Regions from separate parts of the Columba livia genome. Here region 1 is linked to region 2. The links are chromatin contacts, called in public Hi-C maps. All regions are on one chromosome and are shown on one strand. Each heading gives the region's core, a stretch centred on a gene start, on an enhancer-like site or on the middle of the called end of the contact. The rest is flanking DNA. Distances are from core to core; before and after follow the strand shown.

What was found. A called contact is a pair of places that touch in the nucleus more often than the background predicts.
Region 1: a contact with region 2 is called in a Hi-C map of liver, with 1.9 times the contacts expected there. The contact joins two enhancer-like sites.

What each region holds. Positions count from the first base shown.
Region 1 is chr16:12,708,184-12,712,821 of bColLiv1.pat.W.v2, reverse strand. NFATC2 (nuclear factor of activated T cells 2) reads right to left here. Exons shown (of 10, transcript XM_065032519.1): 9 at 4,148-4,638. Among named protein-coding and RNA genes, the nearest start is that of NFATC2, 65 kb to the right of the region's middle. Within about 2 kb of position 3,326, at least 1 of the 3 cell types and tissues checked has an H3K27ac peak away from gene starts, as active enhancers do.
Region 2 is chr16:12,656,226-12,660,772 of bColLiv1.pat.W.v2, reverse strand. The region is part of intron 1 of NFATC2 (nuclear factor of activated T cells 2); the gene reads right to left. Among named protein-coding and RNA genes, the nearest start is that of NFATC2, 13 kb to the right of the region's middle. Within about 2 kb of position 2,787, at least 1 of the 3 cell types and tissues checked has an H3K27ac peak away from gene starts, as active enhancers do.

The sequences.
Region 1 (4,638 bases), core at 2,077-4,576, 52 kb before region 2:
CAAAAACCTGGAATATAGTGAGTCAGAGCTTCAAGAATGAGGCTGATGAATACATAGATTTGCTAGAGTGTTTGAGCAAAATGTTTTAGAGAACGTACATGCTTCACCCTTAGTCAAACTCTGCCTGAACAAAAATGACCACACCTTCCATGAAAAGGAGTTCTAGTTAAAAACAGCACGTGGCTTTTTTTGATGCAAATTGTTGCTCTAACTGAACCACAGCCCATTTGCAATGTTCAAACTCACTCCTATCTAAAATTCCAGGAAACAGGAACATTTCCCCTCCTGTCCCGTATTGCTATTTTACTCCGTGTGTGGACACATGAAGAAAACAACTACAAACCAAACTAAAACTTACTCCTAAAGCTACCATCCTCTGCGACTTCTGCAGATGAAGTCAATACGGTGTTAAGAGAGAAAAGCAGCTTCTCTACAGCCAGGGAGATAGCTGGACCCCTGCTAGCATGGCTCTGCTGCTCTGATGGACCAAGGGCTTAAAACAGCTTCACCATGCGCTGAGGTTCCACCGGCACAGGGAAATCCCCAGCTGGCAGCAAGCTGACAGCTCTGGCTTCGTGCCACCCTCTCCTCATCTGCCGTGCAGGGGCTGGGGAGGGCGATCAGGATGCTCACAATGTGCTGGCACCCGAGCCAAAGCCCTAAGGACCACGCCGGCTGTGAGGGGGGGTCCCTGTGTCCTGCGTCCCCTCCTGGCTGCAGCGACCCTCTCCTTCCATCGGGCTCCCCAAGGACCAGGCAGGACGGGCGCGGATGCAGAGCGGGATGCGCGCTGTGGGGACAGCAGCAAGAGACCAAAGCCGGCAGGAAAGAGCTCAGTCCCTGGCTGCCGCTTGCTCAGGGCTGACACAACAGTTCTGCTTCTCAGGTCCCCAGGAGACCCGGGGTTTCCTGGAGATAAACCCTGTTCAGGCTTGTGCTTAACAGCTGCCGGCCTAAAGAGAAAAAGCTGCTCACAAAAGGAAGATTCTTCCTGAACATGGAAGAAAGAAGGGATTTGAATTTCACTTGAGCTGGATTTTCTTGCTATTGAATGAAGATCCTGAAGGATCTCCTGACCATAGTTTATCTTCACTCCCAAAGTATTTCCAATTCTTTGAGGTAGACATGTGTAACAAAGGTTTCTCTGCCAATTTTTCATGAACAGTCCCTTCCTCTGGAGATTCATCTTTACACTATTTTATACCAAAAAGTTACAGATAAATATATATATTTTTACAGAGAAATATGGAGGAGTATGTATATGAAGGTATACATACATGTGGTGATGTCTGATCTTCATCAGCCTCCCTAATGGCTGAATTTCCAAATCCGACCTCTAGGACTTTATAGCTAGAGCTTTCCTTCCAGAAACCATGTGTGTTGTTATTCTATCTGGGAGGGGAAAGTTGGGAAGGTGTAAGGGGGCTGCAGCGGTTGGGTTGGGCACCTCTTGCTCTGAGGTAGCACTGTCAAGATAAGAATGGGGGCAAATGTCTCCTTCCAAGAAAAGACATGGCAGGTCCCCAGTTTTATGCGCTGTGAAGGCTCTGAGCAAAGAAGAAACCATGGTCTCCAGAAGAAGGACAAATAATTCTTTTGCACAGCAAGGAAGATAAGAAAATAATGACGGGTCCTGTCAGCAGTGGCAGCAGGAAGCTGGAAGAGGCAAAGTGAAACTGCAACTGTGTTAGTTAGGAGATGCTCTCTGGTCACTTGTAGGACAGCTCAAAGGCTGGGACATCATACCCACCCTGAGAGGCAACAGCTTCAGGAATGAGGAACCAACAGAATGGGGCTTGTCCCAGGTCACTCAAGAAGTTCGTGGCAAAGCTCAGAATAGAAGCAAAGTCCAGAAAACCAAGGCTGCGCATTAACCATGAAGACAGAGGGCAAGAGTTGGCAAGAGGAGATCGCAACTGCAGAAATGCATGAAAGCTGGACTGTCAGCAGAAATATGGAGAAAGAAGAACAAAGAAGAGAGAGGAGGAAGATGGGGGAAGGGGAGAAGACAGAAGGGAAGTGAGAGACACTGAAACAGTGGTTGCCTAAGAGCCTGTGCATCAGCAGCAGTGCTGGGCACCCATGGCAAGCCCTGCTGGAGAACCGTCATCTACCCATGAATAATCACAGCAAGACCTAATGGCTCACTGTATCTGGGAATAGCTTTCTGGATGAAAGGGATCTGAGGGTAAAGCCTCTATAATCCTTTGGGTTTGCTTTCTTTTAATACTATAAAGCACAAAAATAAACTTTCTAGTTAGGGAAAACATGGCTTTTGTTATGTTCTGAGTCACTTTTCCCCAGCAGCAAACAAAGTGGCTTTTCAATTCAAGTCCTGAACATTTCAGAATGCAATGTTTTGCAAAATCCTAAAGTAAATCACAATTCTCCAAGTCATGCTTCTAACTAATATAAACTCACTGAGGTCAGTAAAGAGACTTCATGTGACCGATCTCGCCTGGCCTGACTTGGGTGGCGTAACTGATAAATTAATCTCTAGTTGAAATCAATTCAGAATGATCCAGTCAGCCAAGCAGAACCCTGAAATTTCAGTATTAACTTGATGCTGTTCTGCCTAATGGCTCCTCTTAGCACATCTCTTGTGAGCTATGCTATAGTTAGATGTTACTGGCCTGATCCAAAACCCAGTGAAATTAATTTTGTTGTCCATTTGGGGAGTCCTTTTAAATGGACTTTGGCTCAACTCTGAAGTTTGCTAGCTTTAACATCAATATTCTTTCTTTTTTATTATTTTTACAAGGTTTGTACCAAGTATTTTTAGAAACATGGAATAATCTCTCAGCTTCTCATATTAAAACTACCTTACACCACAGCATTCGATTTTACTATCAGAAAGATTACCTTGCTTTGTCATCATGTCCCATTCCCTGAATTTTACTTAGCCATTTTCTTGCAGGTCCAGCAACTCTCCTGAATCAAGTTCACTGTCAAAATCCAATACAACATCCTTCTTGAGACAGCAGGGCCAGTAAAAACTTCCCGGAGTTTACTGTGATGGCACCGATGCTACATCAACCAAACTTCAAACACAGACTAGTGGAGAAAACCATCCAAATTCCGCCCACAAACACAGCAATGAAGACGGTATATGATACAGCAACAGAGCACTCAGTACTTAAGTCCAAGAAAATAAAACTTTCACAGGCACTATTTCACAATTCTAGGTGAGTAACTGCAGGACACATCCCAAACTACCAGGTGCTCATGAAGCACGTAACAGTGCACATTCACAGGATCAAACCATGCATGCAATTGCCTAGAGTGAGACCACAGCAGCAGTGAATGTATGTGAACATCAGGCCTGTACTTCATGCACAAGAACATTCTATATTTGCAGTAATATACCCAGCAACCTCACTCTGCTCCCCCCGAAATCAATGTTGGTTTAGCTACTGGCCTTCACGATTGCAGCGTCCAGCTGCACTATTGACTTTGCATTGATTTCCTCTTGCAAGGAACATACTTCAATAAAAGAACCAATCAACCAGATTGCCAATAGCTGCCTACCTAACAATAAGCAGGATATGTTCAAAGAAAGCTTAACTCTAACTTACTTTCATTCCTAAAGGCTAAATCTGTTGGGCTCACAACAAAGAAACATCATTGTCTTGCTTATCAATGTCCTACTGTTCATCTAGAACATCTGCAATAGTTTTGCCAGCAGCGCTACCCCATTCATTACAGGCCTTGATAGACTGTTCAATGGGCTTTTTTTTGGTACAAAATGTACAAAAGCATTTTACAAAGTGGATGTTGCCCTGATATGAATAATTTAAAAAAAAAAAAAAAGTGCATTTTGTTTCAGATTCTCCGTTTTCCAAACTAACCTTTGGCAAATTGAAACAAAATGGCAACGGCTTAGAACCTGACAGCTCACTCCATGGCACCAAGCAAGACAGAGGGTTTCTACAGAACACTGTATTTTTTTGTTCGGTTGCCAAAGTGCATTGTCATCTACCAAAAATGCAGTTGATGAAAGACCAAAACGCAACATAAGCAAACAGCAAATACCCACACAACAGAGGCCACGTTGATTTTATGCCAAGGAACAGGTGGGATTTATAAGTCCTAAACCTCCTCCACCCCTCCAACAAACTGACCCATAGAAGAGAAGAGCGGTGCTTACCGTCATCCAGATACGCTTGGTCCAGATTCTGTTCCTGTTTAATAGTGACTCCAGCTGGTAACACTTCTTTCTGGTCGCTAACCGGTGGTCCATTTTTTGCTGCTCGCTGGCCTGAGGCTGTCTGCTGCTGGATGACGGTAGGATATGAACTCGGACTTAACCTTTGTGCTTGACTGACCTGGGGCTGGCTGGATCTTGCAACATTTGATGTAAAATTTTCACAGCACATGATGTGCTGAAATTCTTGGTGGCTTCCACACCTCAGCTGCTGGTTGGTTGGAGAATAGTGAATCACTGGAGAAGACTGCTGGTTGCCTGGAGAATGGTGGAGCACTGCTGAAGTTTGGCCTGGAGAACCAGTGTGCACCAGCACTGACCTATGGGCATCTGAAATAGCAACTGGTGTAGCCATCAGATTGGATTGCTGGTAGCCCAGTTGGCTCGGGCTAAGGCTCTTGCTTCTTTGGTATATTACAGCAGCCGGATTCTGC
Region 2 (4,547 bases), core at 1,538-4,037:
TCTGGCTTTTAATCCCAGCACACAACTGTTACGGGGATGGGAAAACAGCAACGAGTAACTGAGTTTTGAGCCAAATGTATTTTTAGCATTGTTGATCTCAGAGCTTCGGCATTCACAGGATTAGTGCGTCATTCATATCACTGACACATCAAGCCTAGATATTGACGCTACAATTCACTTTGACTAAAACTCATCACTCCTTCAGGCCCAACAGAGCAACACACCCCTCCGCAGTCACATGAAACATGGCTCTGCTTTCAGAAGGATCACTCCCATTTGAACCGACGCAAGGGAACAGAATCAGCACCAAACAGAGCAAGGCTTGACGCAGGATTCGTACAGCGCCCAGCAATTGCAGAAAAGCTCCCCGGGTTGAACAGCTTCACATAAAGCAACAGGTGACCGCTTCAGTTCCCCATTCAACACGCCTACAGTAAAAGCTGCTCTCACCATACACGTTCAACCACGTTATCCACGCCAGATACACAAAGAGGTAAAGAATTAAAACTCCTCACAACACACATTGAGCAGCAAAGCTAACGTGTGTACATTTGTGTTGAGGAGTATGGAAAAAGCAAACATATATTTGCACGTGCATATATAACTTTTAAAGTCTTCTGAATAACAAACACACACCACTACCCACACTTTCTGCCCATTAAAACTGGGCTTTAGATAACTTTAATATTCTTTGCTTCTCCCTGAAATATTGTGTTTAAATGAGCACTTGGTATTCACCCTCCGAGAGGATCTGTGTGCCAGATATTCCGAACAATGTTTACGCACAACAACAAGCTGCTACATGCCTTTGCCTTCCCACAGCACTTTTGCAGAGCGCTCCTCCGCAGCGCTCTCCCGGCTCTGCAAACCGGGATTGCTCACCCAGCCAGCGAGGCCGGCGCCTTTTGCCAAGCAGACAACACCCACAGCCTTCCGTGGAGCAAAAATATTTAGCTTCCCCCCACATGGCAAATTATCAATACAGCAGGCAGCAGCACTGGAATGTGGGCAAGACTGCAGACAAGAAAACCTCGGCTGGTTTGCAGAGCGCCTGGGGAGCCGCACCGGGCAGAGATGCCTGGAGTCTGAGGCTGCTGGCCCTGACTCATCGGCACAGCTTCGTCAGGAGCCGGCTTGTGGGCTCTGGGGAGACCTGACCAAGTCCCAGCCCCGCATGTCTTTGGAGGTACAATGAAATCACTGTCCCAAGTTCTATTGCCCACATGGCTGTGATGTCACGGTCTGTCACCATGGAAATGCTGGTGATGCTACGACTCAAGGTTCTGACCTCAGCAGGGGAGGGAAAAGGGGTGGTTGGGTGAAGCAGCGAGTGCTGCTCTCTGGAAGTAAATGGCTCTTCCATCGAAATCAGGAGAAATTCCGCTTTTTGTTTCAGTAGGATGGGACTGGCTACTCCACTCCCAGACAACTTGGCTAAGGCAGGCTGGGGTTTGGAATTTGCTCAAGGAAGGGGCAGACTCAAGCCAACATCCCAGCTTCCCCAGGTGAGCACCACCAGAGCTGGATTTTGTAAATAACATTAAGCTCCTGCCTCTGAGGGGGAGGACGGGTTATTCCCCAGCAGCTCTCTCTCTCTGCATTTGTAGACACCAGAGGGAACAGGGAGTAACCCAGGACACGGGAACGGCTCCAGGCGATGGCCCCAGCAATAGCCATGCTCCTGCCTGAGCTGCAAAGGTGAGCTTGGTTACGGTGGCAGGAGCCGAGGACAACAAACCCCATGCTGCCAGTCCTCTGCCACACTGCAGGTGGCAAGGAGCAGCCCAGCCACCCACCCACCAGCTTGGCTCCCCAAAGTGGTGAGAGGCCATTGCACCCCCTTACAAGAAAATAATTGTGTAACAGATCGGCCTAGCAAAGGTGTTTTTCAAGAACTGAAGCAGATTTGAAACCTTTGTGCAAATGCCTCAAAGGTGCAACATTGTGCCACCTTCAAGGGTTCACCTGTTTCTGCACATCCTATCATATCCCAGAACACAGACCAAAATACTCCTGTAAAGGACTGTCCTCTCCACTGCTTTTCTGATGGATATAAGCTGTGTAACAGCTTCAGCACAGCTCCTCTGACACCCCTTTGCACTGGCAGTCACAGCACTTCCCCACCTCCATTCAGGCATTTCCCAGCCTGAGGTTTCGCTGGTGAATCATCCTCTGATTCAGTACCAGGAGATCCTTCTTGTTTGACAGGGGGTTAAAAGAAAGTGAGCTTCACACCCAGACCACACAGGCACCTCCTCACATTCTCAGCTTTACTGTCAGCAAACAGCCTACTCACTCCCCTGCATCACCCAAATCCCACAGCTAGGGAAGTCCTACATCCAAACCCCCTAGGATCGCACCCAAACCACCTCCAAGCTGCCAGCTCTTATTGTCCCCTTTATTCCATAGTCTTTACCCACTTACTAGTTCACAAGACCATCTCTCCTCTTCCCACAATACAGGATGGAAGCAAGGGTCTGTGTCCTACCATGCTGTAGATAAACAGCAAACATTTGGACAGCCTGAGGAACACTGCAGGCAGGTCCACCTGGGCAGTGTCCCCAGGTGGGTTCCATCAGGCCTGCCCTGAGTGCTGATAAGCAAGGGCAATTAAAACACAGGTGAAAAAGATCAAGGGATTTAAGTTTCAAAGGACTTAACCCTTGATTTTAAAAACTTCTTTCCACACACCTCTGAAAGGCAAAAAGGAAAACCCACACCAGGTCCTGCTGTGCTCCAGAGGTTTCCCAAGCTGGAGGGACGCACACCAGCGCGTGTGCACACGTGGCCGTGCAAGGGCTCACCCTCCGCTGTTCTTTAAACAAGGCACTGACTTCAAAGCTGTTCAGTCAGCCAAATGTGACCTTGCCAATTAGCATGAAATTAGGGAATAACACATCACCCCAGCAACTGCATTCCATGATGGGTTTATACAAACCATCATCTAGGAAAAGCTAAAGATAGTCGCGTGTGGGACACGGCAGCCAAAGGAGGGCAGAGAGAGAAGTTCGGTTTTGACCTCACATCCGTTTGCTGCAGCGCAGCTCCTGGGATTAAATGGAGTTCCTTCTTTGTATGAGAGTCCTTTTTTTTTTTTTAGTTAATTTGCTTATTGTAATTGGAAGGGGCCAGTCCAGAGCTTTTTTGCATTTTTCAAAAGCCAAGCTGTCTGTTATTTACACCGGCTTCTTGTAAGCTCAAAGTGAAAGTCGGTTTCCTGAGTGAGATCTGGTATTCTCTGTTACACGGGCATATTTGTTTCCTCGCTGCAGCGCTGCCGCTGAACACTGCCTCCTGTGTTACTGAGCCAGCCACCAGCACTGAGCTGCAAGCTTGTGGTTTTGGGTTTTTTTGTTTTGTTGGGGTTTTTTGTTTGTTTGCTTTTGTGTTCAGTTGTTTTTTTGTTGTGTTGGGTTTGGTTTTTTTCCCTTTTAATAGTTTTGTATTGGGGAGAAAAAGATGGAACAAGCCAAATTATACATGGCTTGACAACTACAAGACGTGGCAATGTCCCTGGGAGCCTGTCAAGCATTTAGAGGAATATTAATATTTCTAAATGCTCCCTGCTTCCCCTCTATTATACATACATAGACCCTGTAGATTCATCTCACCAGATGCAATGCAAGAGTCTGCTGAGCTACAGCAATGGCTTGAACCTACGAGAAACTACTCCTTCCAATATCCATTCTCACCTGTTGCCTTAGGGCAGGATTTTATCTGGAACCTTATTTAAAGATGGGTTTTGTTTGGATTTTAAGTTTCAAAACACACCTCAGAGGCATCAGTCCACAGAGGGGTTAACCTCAAATACTAAAAATTATGCGGAAGCTTTACCTATCAGTGGATCATCGCACAGTGAGCACAGAACAAAAGTACATTAAGTGAGTTGCTGAAGCAGAGCACTTGTCTGGCTTTTCAGTATTTTGTCTCTCATAGTGGCCAACAACAGATATTATGGAATAATACACAAAGCAGCTATCCAAATTTACTCATCTGGGAGTCCTATTTGTAGGAGCTAGTTCAAATGCTCATTGACTCTCTGTCATTCTTCTCCACTGAGAAGCAAGGATATTCAGCACTTTCAAAGTGTGAAATAAGCTAAAACTTGGAATACCATGAGCAATACCTCCCCATGTGTCTCTCAAGGGAATGCATCTAACACACTTATTTAAAAGGAGACAGAAAACACCTTCAATGCCCAAGTGAAATCACAACTTCAACCTAGCAGCCCAGGATACACACTTTCACAAACTTCCAAAAACCTGTTGGGTTCAGTCTGCTGAAGGCAGGTGTTTCTGGTTTACAAATCATGAGATGATAGCTAATTGAAGGCACATGGAAAATGGCACTTTGTATAGCACTCCTGCTTTTGGAAATGGTTGGCTTAGAGAGGAATACCTAATATTAATAATATTGACTGGAGAATTTTTGTTTACCCTTTTTTCCCCTGTTGCTTTTATAGCAGTCCATGTTCCTGTGGCCTCAGGCACACATGAGCACTACTGAATGCCAGCTGTTAGCAGTAAGGATATTTCTGTCATTTCCAT